Linked DNA regions of Salmo salar: region 2 is linked to region 1. Evidence: chromatin contacts called from public Hi-C data. All regions are on one chromosome and are shown on one strand. Each heading gives the region's core, a stretch centred on a gene start, on an enhancer-like site or on the middle of the called end of the contact. The rest is flanking DNA. Distances are from core to core; before and after follow the strand shown.

What was found. A called contact is a pair of places that touch in the nucleus more often than the background predicts.
Region 2: a Hi-C map of gill shows a contact between it and region 1, with 4 times the contacts expected there. The contact joins the promoter of rbm48 here to the promoter of LOC106570443 in region 1. A contact is called at or near these places in 2 of 3 Hi-C or Micro-C datasets (gill and muscle).

The regions. Positions count from the first base shown.
Region 1 is chrssa14:83,235,083-83,240,029 of Ssal_v3.1, forward strand. It overlaps LOC106570443 (chloride channel CLIC-like protein 1), which reads right to left and starts at 1,527. Exons shown (of 10, transcript XM_014142786.2): 1 at 1,205-1,527. It overlaps LOC106570442 (a long non-coding RNA gene), which reads right to left. Exons shown (of 7, transcript XR_001320668.2): 7 at 4,480-4,947.
Region 2 is chrssa14:83,534,241-83,538,861 of Ssal_v3.1, forward strand. It overlaps rbm48 (RNA binding motif protein 48), which reads left to right and starts at 1,769. Exons shown (of 4, transcript XM_014142771.2): 1 at 1,769-1,964; 2 at 2,119-2,309; 3 at 2,484-2,629; 4 at 3,467-3,718. The coding sequence starts at 1,842. The coding sequence ends at 3,483. LOC106570437 (peroxisome biogenesis factor 1) reads right to left here and starts at 1,745. Exons shown (of 25, transcript XM_014142767.2): 1 at 1,491-1,745; 2 at 1,137-1,283; 3 at 947-1,030; 4 at 552-666; 5 at 1-237. The coding sequence starts at 1,598.

The DNA of each region.
Region 1 (4,947 bases), core at 277-2,776:
GAGGGCATCGGCCCACTCACTGTGGAGCAAAGCCCAGCCAATCAGTTTTTCCCCACAAAAGGGCTCTATTACAGATATAAATACTCCTCAGTTTCATCAGCTGTCCGGGTGGCTGGTCTCAGACGATCCCGCAGGTGAAGAAGCCGGATGTGAAGGTCCTGGGCTGGTGTGGTTACATGTGGTCTGCTGCGTTGGAGGTGGCTTATGGTAGAGAAATGAACATTAAATGATCTGGCAACAGCTCTGGTGGACAGTCGTGCAGTCAGCATGCCAATTGCACGCTCCCTCAAAACTTGACAGCACAAGGTGCACCTGTGTAATGATCATGCGGTTTAATCAGTTTCTTGATATGCCAGACCTGTCAGGCAGCTGGATTATCTTGGCAAAGGAGAAATGCTCACTAACAGGGATGTAAACAAATTTGTGCACAACATTTGAGAGAAATAAGCTTTTTGTGGCTATGGAACATTTCTGGGATCTTTTATTTCAGCTCATGAAACATGGGACCAACACTTTACATGTTGCATTTCTATTTTGGTTCAGTATAAGTATTTCTTTCAACGCAATAGAAATAAGAGGGAAGGGTAATGGGATACAGTCCAAACAAGTTATTTTTTTACCCCCTCAACCCTAACGCTAACCACTTTCCCTCGGGTGAATCCCAGTTGAAACCGGATGCAGTTTGATTGTCATCTTAAGTGGAGGTCAAATTCAAACGTTGACCCCACCGCCCTCGATTTAGCAAGTGAAGAACCTTGGCCACTTGCGAGGTTGATATGACCCACAATTCAATGCAAACTGTTGTCACATGTCAAACTCTGTTGGTCGCAAAGGGTGAAATTTGATCAACAATGCTGCATTTTCAGCATGTCCGAAATATATATATAAAGACATTGATTTTAGCATTGGCAAATTGGCTTAGTCTCGTAGTGAGGAGCCTATAAAAACGTAGCTAAATTCAGAAACATATTTTGGGGAATTCTGAAATTTATTGGAATAAATGACCAAACTATAAAACTAGTTATGTTTTGCATGTTACTGTTATTTACAGCAAGTTAAATAAAGATTTGTGCAAAAAAAAAAATATACTAAAAAAATAAATAAAAAAATAAAGTAACTGTAGCTAGCACTCATGTCAGGTAGCCATGTTAGTTTACAAGGGCTGCGTTCCACACACTTAAAAGAAACACCCTCGTCCACTTACCCTCGCCTTATGCCCTTGGGGTAATCCCCGTCGCCATCTTGGAGAGCGGGCCAAATTATTAGCCAAGCAAGGAAAGTTTGCAACGTAAGACCCTCAGCCCTCGAAAACAGTCTTCCGCATTTAACCCAACCCCTTTGAACCAGAGAGGTGTGTGGGGCTGCCTTAATCGACGCCACGTCATCGGCGAGCCTGGAACAAGTTGTTGGGGGTTAACTGCCTTGCTCAAGTGTGAGGAGGTCCAAATGCTGGAGAGTTGGCAGCACTGAAGTTTTTCATGGAGGCTTCGCATTGCAAGAGGCGCCACTACAGTCCCTGGTTCGAATCCAGCCGTGATTGGGAGTCCCATAGGGCGGCCCAGCGTCGTCCGGTTTTGGCCGGCGTAGGCCGTCATTGTAAATAAGAATTTGTTCTTTACTAACTTGCTTAGTTAAATTAAGGTTAAATTGCTAAATCCCCTCGTTCACATTTGTTGATGTAATGATCATATAGTGACACTAGGTGGCAGAGTAACTCAGTGCAATTCAGTTCAAGTTGTACCTTTAGACAAGGAAATACTGTATCTGGGTTTATTTGTTCCGTTTTTGTATTGTTCTTTTCGTGTCTATTTTTTAGAGCCGATGTCATTGGTATCAATTTTGGGCTTGAAACAACGTAATGAATTTTGTAACCACATACTGCATCTGAGTTATCCGTCACCAGGTCTGCTTTGTTGCATACAAAATGTTGAATGTGTTGATGTTCCTATCCTGTGTGTTTGCATACATCAATTCCAATAGCAGACAGCTTCAATGAGGTGACAGTGAGACCCAGCTGGCAGTGACTGTGCCGTGCCATCTTAATGCCAATGGCTGTCTGTTAGCCGTCCTGAGCCGGTGAGCCCTCTGGGCCGGCCTTCCAGTTCTCTGCTGCCAATAATTGGAACGAACTGCAAAAATCACTGAAGCTGGAGACTCATATCTCCCTCACTAACTTTAAGCACCAGCTGTCAGAGCAGCTCACAGATCACTGTAAATAGCCCATCCAACTAGATCATCTGTAAATAGCCCATCCAACTACCTCATCCCCATACTGTTATTTTTTTATTTTATTTATTTTGCTCCTTTGCACCCTAGTATCTCTACTTGCACACTCATCTTCTGCACATCTATCACTCCAGTGTTTAATTGCTATATTGTAATTATTTTGTCACTATGGCCTATTTATTGCCTTAACTCCCTTATCCTACCTCATTTGCACACACTGTACATAGACTGTATGTTTGTTTATTCCATGTGTAACTCTGTGTTGTTGTTTGTGTCTCACTGATTTGCTTTATCTTGGCCAGGTCGCAGTTGTAAATGAGAACTTGTTCTCAACTAGCCTACCTGGTAAAATAAAGGTAAAATAAATACAACTCAATACCCCATAAAGACAAAGTGAAAACATGTTTTTTGAAATTTTTGCAAATGTATTGAATATGAAAAACTGAAATATCTATTTACATAAGTATTCCTACTCCTGAGTCAATACTTTGTAGAATCCCCTTTGGCAGTAATTACAGCTGTGAGTCTTTCTGGGTAAGTCTTTAAGAACTTTACATACCTGGATTGTTCAACATCTTCCATTATTATTTTCAAAATTCTTGGTTGTTGATCAATGCCAGACAATCATTTTCAGGTCTTGCCAAAGATTTTCAAGTGGATTTAAGTTAAAACTGTAACTCGGCCACTCAGGAACATTCACTGTCTTCTTGGTAAGCAACTCCAGTGTAGATTTGCCCTGTGTTTTGGTCATTGTCCTGCAGGAAGGTGAATTCATCTCCCAGTGTCTGGTGAAAAGCAGACTGAACCAGGTTTTTCCTCTAGGATTTTGCCTGTGCTTAGCTCCATTCCGTTCCTTTATTTATCCTGAAAAATTCACCAGTCCTTAACAATTACAAGCATACTCATAACATGAGGCAGCCACTACTGTGCTTGAAAATATGGAGAGTGGTACCCAGAAATGTGTTGTGTTGGATTTGCCTCAAACATTTCTTTGAATTCAGGACAAGAAAACCTCTCTGTTCTTTGTGGCTGAATCTGTGTTTGAATTTCACTGCCTGACCGAATCACTTTACAGACACAGTTCAGTCAGAAAGTATTCAAACCTTTTGACTTTTTCCACATTTTGTTGTGTTACAGCCTGCATTTAAAATGGATTACATTGAGATTTTGTGTCACTGATCTACAAACAATACCCCATAACGTCAAAGTGGAATTTTGTTTTCTCGAAACATTTTTGAAATGTATAAATAATAACAAATATCTTAGGTCAATAAGTATTCAACCCCTTTGTTACGGTAAGCATAAATACATTCAGGAGTAAAAATGTGCTTTAACAAATCGCATAATAAGTTGCATTGTTCTGCTACAAGACCATGGTGCTTGCCTATGGAGCTGTGAGGGGAACGGCACCTCCGTACCTTCAGGCTCTGATCAGGCCCTACACCCAAACAAGGGCACTGCGTTCATCCACCTCTGGCCTGCTGGCCCCCCTACCTCTGCGGAAGCACAGTTCCCGCTCAGCCCAGTCAAAACTGTTCGCTGCTCTGGCACCCCAATGGTGGAACAAGCTCCCTCACGACGCCAGGACAGCGGAGTCAATCACCACCTTCCGTAGACACCTGAAACCCCACCTCTTTAAGGAATACCTGGGATAGGATAAAGTAATCCTTCACTGGATATCTTAAGGTGAATGCATCAATTTGTAAGTCGCTCTGGATAAGAGCGTCTGCTAAATGACGTTGTAAATGTAAATGCATGGACTCATTCCGTGTTCAATAATGGTGGTTAGCATGATTTTTGAAAGACTACCCCAACTTTCTATTTCACACAGTGATGACTGCATTATACAGTAGTTAGAGAGCGAAATAAACATTTTATTTCTGGAGAAATCCTCCAAGCTAGGGTTAGACAACTAGATTCAGCCGCATGGCCTATTTTTGTTCGGAGTGAATGGTCGTGGGGGCTGGAAAATATTTATAATAATTTGTACTCTGCAAATTGACCACAACTAAGCCCAAAACGAGATTGTTATTTTCAGATATAATAATTTCATACTTTGATTACATTGAGACGTGAACATTTTTAGCTTTTTTGACGAAAAACTGAAGCCCCCCCTCAAAAAATACAATATATATAATTTAATTAAAAACCTTGGGGGGACCAAAAGTGGCCTGTGGGCCGCCTGTGTCCGAACCCTGCTATAAGCCTTGGGCCCAGTGTGGCAATGTACTTTGCGGTGCTCGTGTGGCCTTTGCTTGAGTTTGGCCTGGGCCAGTAACCTCGGAAATCCCCTGGCCTGTTTTTACTCTTAATCACCTGAGACAGGAAATTTGTGGTAGATGTTTAAAATGGAAATGTTTTTTTTATTAAAAGGCACTGGTCAGTATGGATTTACAGATGGATTTAGGGGTCATTACTTTTTCCCGTTAAGACTTTTCCAGATGTTTTAGTGTCTTATGGGAAAGGACTAATTATGGGAGATTCAGAGTGTTTAATAGTCACAGGGTTGCAGGTGTGATTGCAGGGTACTGTAAGCGGTGCGTAACTGGTAGCAGGAAAGTCAGACGCAGGAGAGCAGAACTTGGTAATAGCCGGAGCAGTTTAAAATACAAATATGGGCACAATAACCCGACGCGCACCAGTCAAACAAATGTGCACAAGCACTTACAATAAACAATACCACACAAAGACATGGGGGGAACAGAGGGTTAAATACACAAC
Region 2 (4,621 bases), core at 519-3,018, 300 kb after region 1:
TGTTAGGACGTTGTTCTACAGGAAGTCCAGTCTCCTGAACGCTGAACTCCTGAGAGGACCTGGAGGAGGGTGAGAGGTCAAAGTTCGGCTGCCTGTGGAGGGGCTGGTTCTGATTGGATAAGGATGATCCAAAAGGAGCGCAGGAGAGGTCCTCACTTCCAGCACGGATTTTAGGAGAGACGTGTAGCTCTGTGAACTGCTCTAATCGACCGTACGGTACAGTTGGGGTGAGTGAAGCTGCAGAAGAAGAAGAGTATGAACGATAGTATTACATGAACTGCAGATGAGGCTGGTGGGAAGAGCTATAGGAGGACGGGCTCATTGTATTGGCTGGAATGGAGTAAATGGAATGGAGTCAAACATGTGGTTTCCATATGTTTGATACCATTCCATAAATTACATTCCAGACATTACAATGAGCTTGTCGTCCTCCTATAGCTCCCCCAACCAGCCTCCTCTGATCAACTGTTTCTTTGGTCATAACATAGGAGCTGGTGATTTCATATCTGTTAGATGTTGAGAAAATGTAAAAAGTGAAAATCAGTGCTGACCGATTCTGATGTAGATGACTGTTCTCTGGTCCACCCACACAGGAAACACTGCATCAGGAAACACCACTCTAATCTGATCCAGGAGCTGCTGCTCCAGCGCTGCACTGTGGAGCTCCTGAGGACAAGACATGGTTAAATATTTGCCCATCCCAGACTGTACATTTACGAACCATATTGACAGTTGCTCTTCAATGTTGAATTTGCTCTGACAGCAAAGGATCAAAACTAGCCTGGGTAGCTGTCTGTTGCATAACAACGACAAAATAGTTGAATGAATAAGAAACCCACAGGCAACACTCCCAGGCTATACTAAAACCATACGGTACTAATTGTTTCTGATGGGTGAGCTTGCCTATTGCACAATACTGTACAAAAGCCTCTCTATAGGTTCTCACCAGGATTTCCCAGTCGTCAGAGGAGAGTGGTTCCACAAACACCTGCTGTACAGACAGGACCTGCTGGCACGACCGCAAGAAGCCCTGAAACCATCCAACATGAGTTAGTAATCAGGAAATGTGGGGTTATCAAGGCATGATGAGTTTGGGGAATGGGCAAGAAGATAATTAGTGAATGGGACATTATTACCTGCTCTCCATCTCTGAGTCCAAGCTTCTCTCCCAGTTGCCTGCTCAGCGCTACTTTATGGTCCTCCTGGTTGGCAGGGCTTCTGCTTCTGGTCCAGCTGAGGAACACACGGGCATCATGACCCCAGGACAGCTCCAGGGCCTGGTTCTTTATAACACAGAATATAGCTAATTGCATGAAAAAACGTTGGGAAAATGTCATACTACAGATCAGACCAGAAGAAATGGCATGCAATGGTTACAAGTGCAAGTTATCTACCGGTAGTTTGCTGATAGTTTGGCATAGTTATTACTTGACACAACTAAAAAGACAACACTAACTAGCTGTTAGCTAGCTAGCTAGTTTATAGCTTACGTCATGGAGAGAGAGCTGTTTTAACAAGTTTGAAGGAAGGTGAAGAAAACAGTTCTTCGTGTTGTGGAAAATCAGAGTGACAGGTTGGATGCCATGATTGCCCAACATAACTAAATATGTTTGCAATATGATCAAAATTCCCCTTTTCAGAGCATGGAAATATACTGTTAGTAGCTAGCTAGCTAAGCGACGTGAATGTACTCTTGGGAATCGATGCATTCGGTGCTATGTCTGGCAGGCAAAAGTAGCTGACCTGCTTTTTTGTTTTTCACAGAGACATCGATGAGCTCAGATCCGATTATTGTCGTCTGGGAAACTACTTCCGGTTTGGTTTTGTTGTAATTCGCAAACATGGCAGGATTTACCAACAGCTCATGTTGGAGCACTCCAGAGGTTTATAAACATCATGAGCAGCAAAAGATTTGCCCCTCACGACCGAAGTATAGAGAAGGGAGGAGACCTAAAGCAGTTAAGGTAGGAATATCGTTTCCTTCAGCGAAATGCTGTATCCATGCTCAATACTTGGCCAAATGAGCTAGCGAATTAGCTAGCTAGAAATCGAATGTATTTGGTTGATTGATAGATACAATTTATTGTATTTCTAACCCGTGCAATATTGCCCATGTAGGTGTACACCATCAACTTGGAGTCTCGTTACCTGATGTTGCAAGGAGTCCCAGCCATCGGGGTGATGACAGAACTGATCGAGCTCTCTGCGCTGTACGGGGCTGTGGATGAGTACAGGGTGCTGGATGAGTACCCTGCAGAGCAATTCACAGAGGTCTACCTCGTCAAGTTCCAGAAACTCACCAGTGCAAGGTTAGGACAGGTTTTATAGGTTAGGATGAGATAGACAGGGACAGGTATTTCCCCTGACCATCATGTAACCTGATCAGGAAAAACTTCAGGCCCTAGTTTTATCTAGCCTAGTTGTACACAAGCTGGTAGACCACCTGTCTCAGCCAGTTACACTTTAAAGTAATTGTGTTTCAGGGCGGCCAAACGGCACATGGATGAGAAGAGTTTCTTTGGAGGTTTACTACATGTGTGTTATGCCCCAGAGTATGAGACGGTGGAGGACACCAGACTAAAGCTGCAAGACAGGAGACGATATGTGAACACGATGACTCAAAATAAAGGTACAGATGTTGTGCTAGTAGAATATTATCAGAACTATCTCAGGTATGTCATTCCCAATGTAAGAATGATTATTATGATGTAGTTAGTTGACATGTATGATTATTCTTTGTTGGTTGAGAAGCAAAGGAACAGGAACAGGACCAGGGGGATGAAGAGAGCAAAAAGCCCATGTCTTCATATACAGTTGCTACCACAGCCAGGACTTCCTCAGGTGATGATCAGAGATCCAGTGATACCAGCAATAAGGGAGAGACTTCGAGTACCAGCCAAGGCCATTATTTAGGATTTCCCTTATTGCCTTTACCCCCACAGGAGTTTCTTCCTTACAGACATGCCCCACCTTATGATCGGTCGTATAGTTATCAGGCAAACCAATGCAGGACTATTCCAACAGAGGACAAAATGGGGTCATTGCATAATGCCATAAATATTAAACAGCAGCTGGCACCCAGTGTAAGCAGCGTTCCATCCTCTTCTGGGGGAGACAGAGGAATAGTGAAAAGACTGAGTAAGAATCCACCCCCTGCAGCACCCCCAAGATTCATACCGAGGACCACCCATTTGGAGAACAGAAAACGGAAAATAGTAGAAACGAATAAAGACTCACTTTTTGGCTTCGTGGACAAAAATGAAACCCTCATTGGACCAAAACTACCAGACCGGCCTAAGATGGATATGGCAGACGAGTCATTGAACATAACAGCCAACATGATCAGAAATACATTGAAAAAGGTATATTCGTGGTCATTTGCTTCTTAAAATTGTTCACTCACAATTTCATATCATTGAAGAGTCATACTACACTACAGTAAATTCATTTCTTTCCTTGTTGTCAGGTTGCATCAGTTCCTGAAGTCAAGCCAGCAGAGAAGAAGACAAAGTCCGCAAAGCCTCGGAGGAGGATCTAACAGACCTGTCCTGAAAGACTGCTTCTCACAGGGAATGAGGTGGACATTAGCAAGTTCCTACATTTACACCATTCAAACGGAACATCATATTTCCTCAACATGTTTTATTTATATATTTCCCATCAGTGTATGAGCAGATTTTTGTTTATAAAAAATAAAAAATGGTGTTATGAAAATGAATAACTTAGTGATGTCCTTAATGCTCAAGTGGATCCTGGAATGCATGCTGCTCAAATGCCAATATGCTCTGTAACACAAAAGGAAGGAACATGTCAGACAATGGCAAAATATTGTCCAATATTTTATTATTGTCCAATAACTATACGACCGACTGTTTTTACAGTCTTAACTTCAAGGGTCACCTTGGCATCGTGAAGGCAGGTTCCAAAAGCCTCAAGCAATAGATTCTCATCTCTCACATCCTTTTCCAAGTCTGCATAGGACAGTCTGCTGTCATGGTCCTGAGGAAGGAAACAACTCATTGATATTTTATGTTCAGACAGTATATTTAATCTGAAACATGAATTGGTCAATTGTGGCCAAGTTAAACAGTGATTGTAAACACAGGGTACAATGCAGTTAGCCTGGCAGGTTAAACAATAGGTAGCACAGCATTCAGCCTGGTTTAACTTGATGAAAATGAAGATAAACATTTTGTCATTACCATCTTCTTGAGCGTGATCACCAGCAGGTCAGTGATGCCCTCGTCTGGGTCCTCCCCTGGGCTGTCTGATCAGGCTGTTCTTCAGCATGTGGAACATCTCTTTCTGGGAAATGTACCCAAGTCATACACATCAAAGCTGTGAAAACCAAATGGGGGTCAGAGTCAATACATGGATAGTAATGTCGTAGATAACAGTCAAAAAGCCTACATGATACACTTTATAGCTTTCTTAAACTTTATTTTTTATCCAATGCCCCATGGAGAAAGAATGATAGTCCCTCAATCCACTCTTTCACACTGACGTAGCTGTCGTTGTCCTTGTCAAATGCGCAAAAGACTGGAATATAATTAAAAAAAATTGGTGATACCTTACCACATCAGTATCATACTTTATTTGATGCTTACATTTACATTTACGT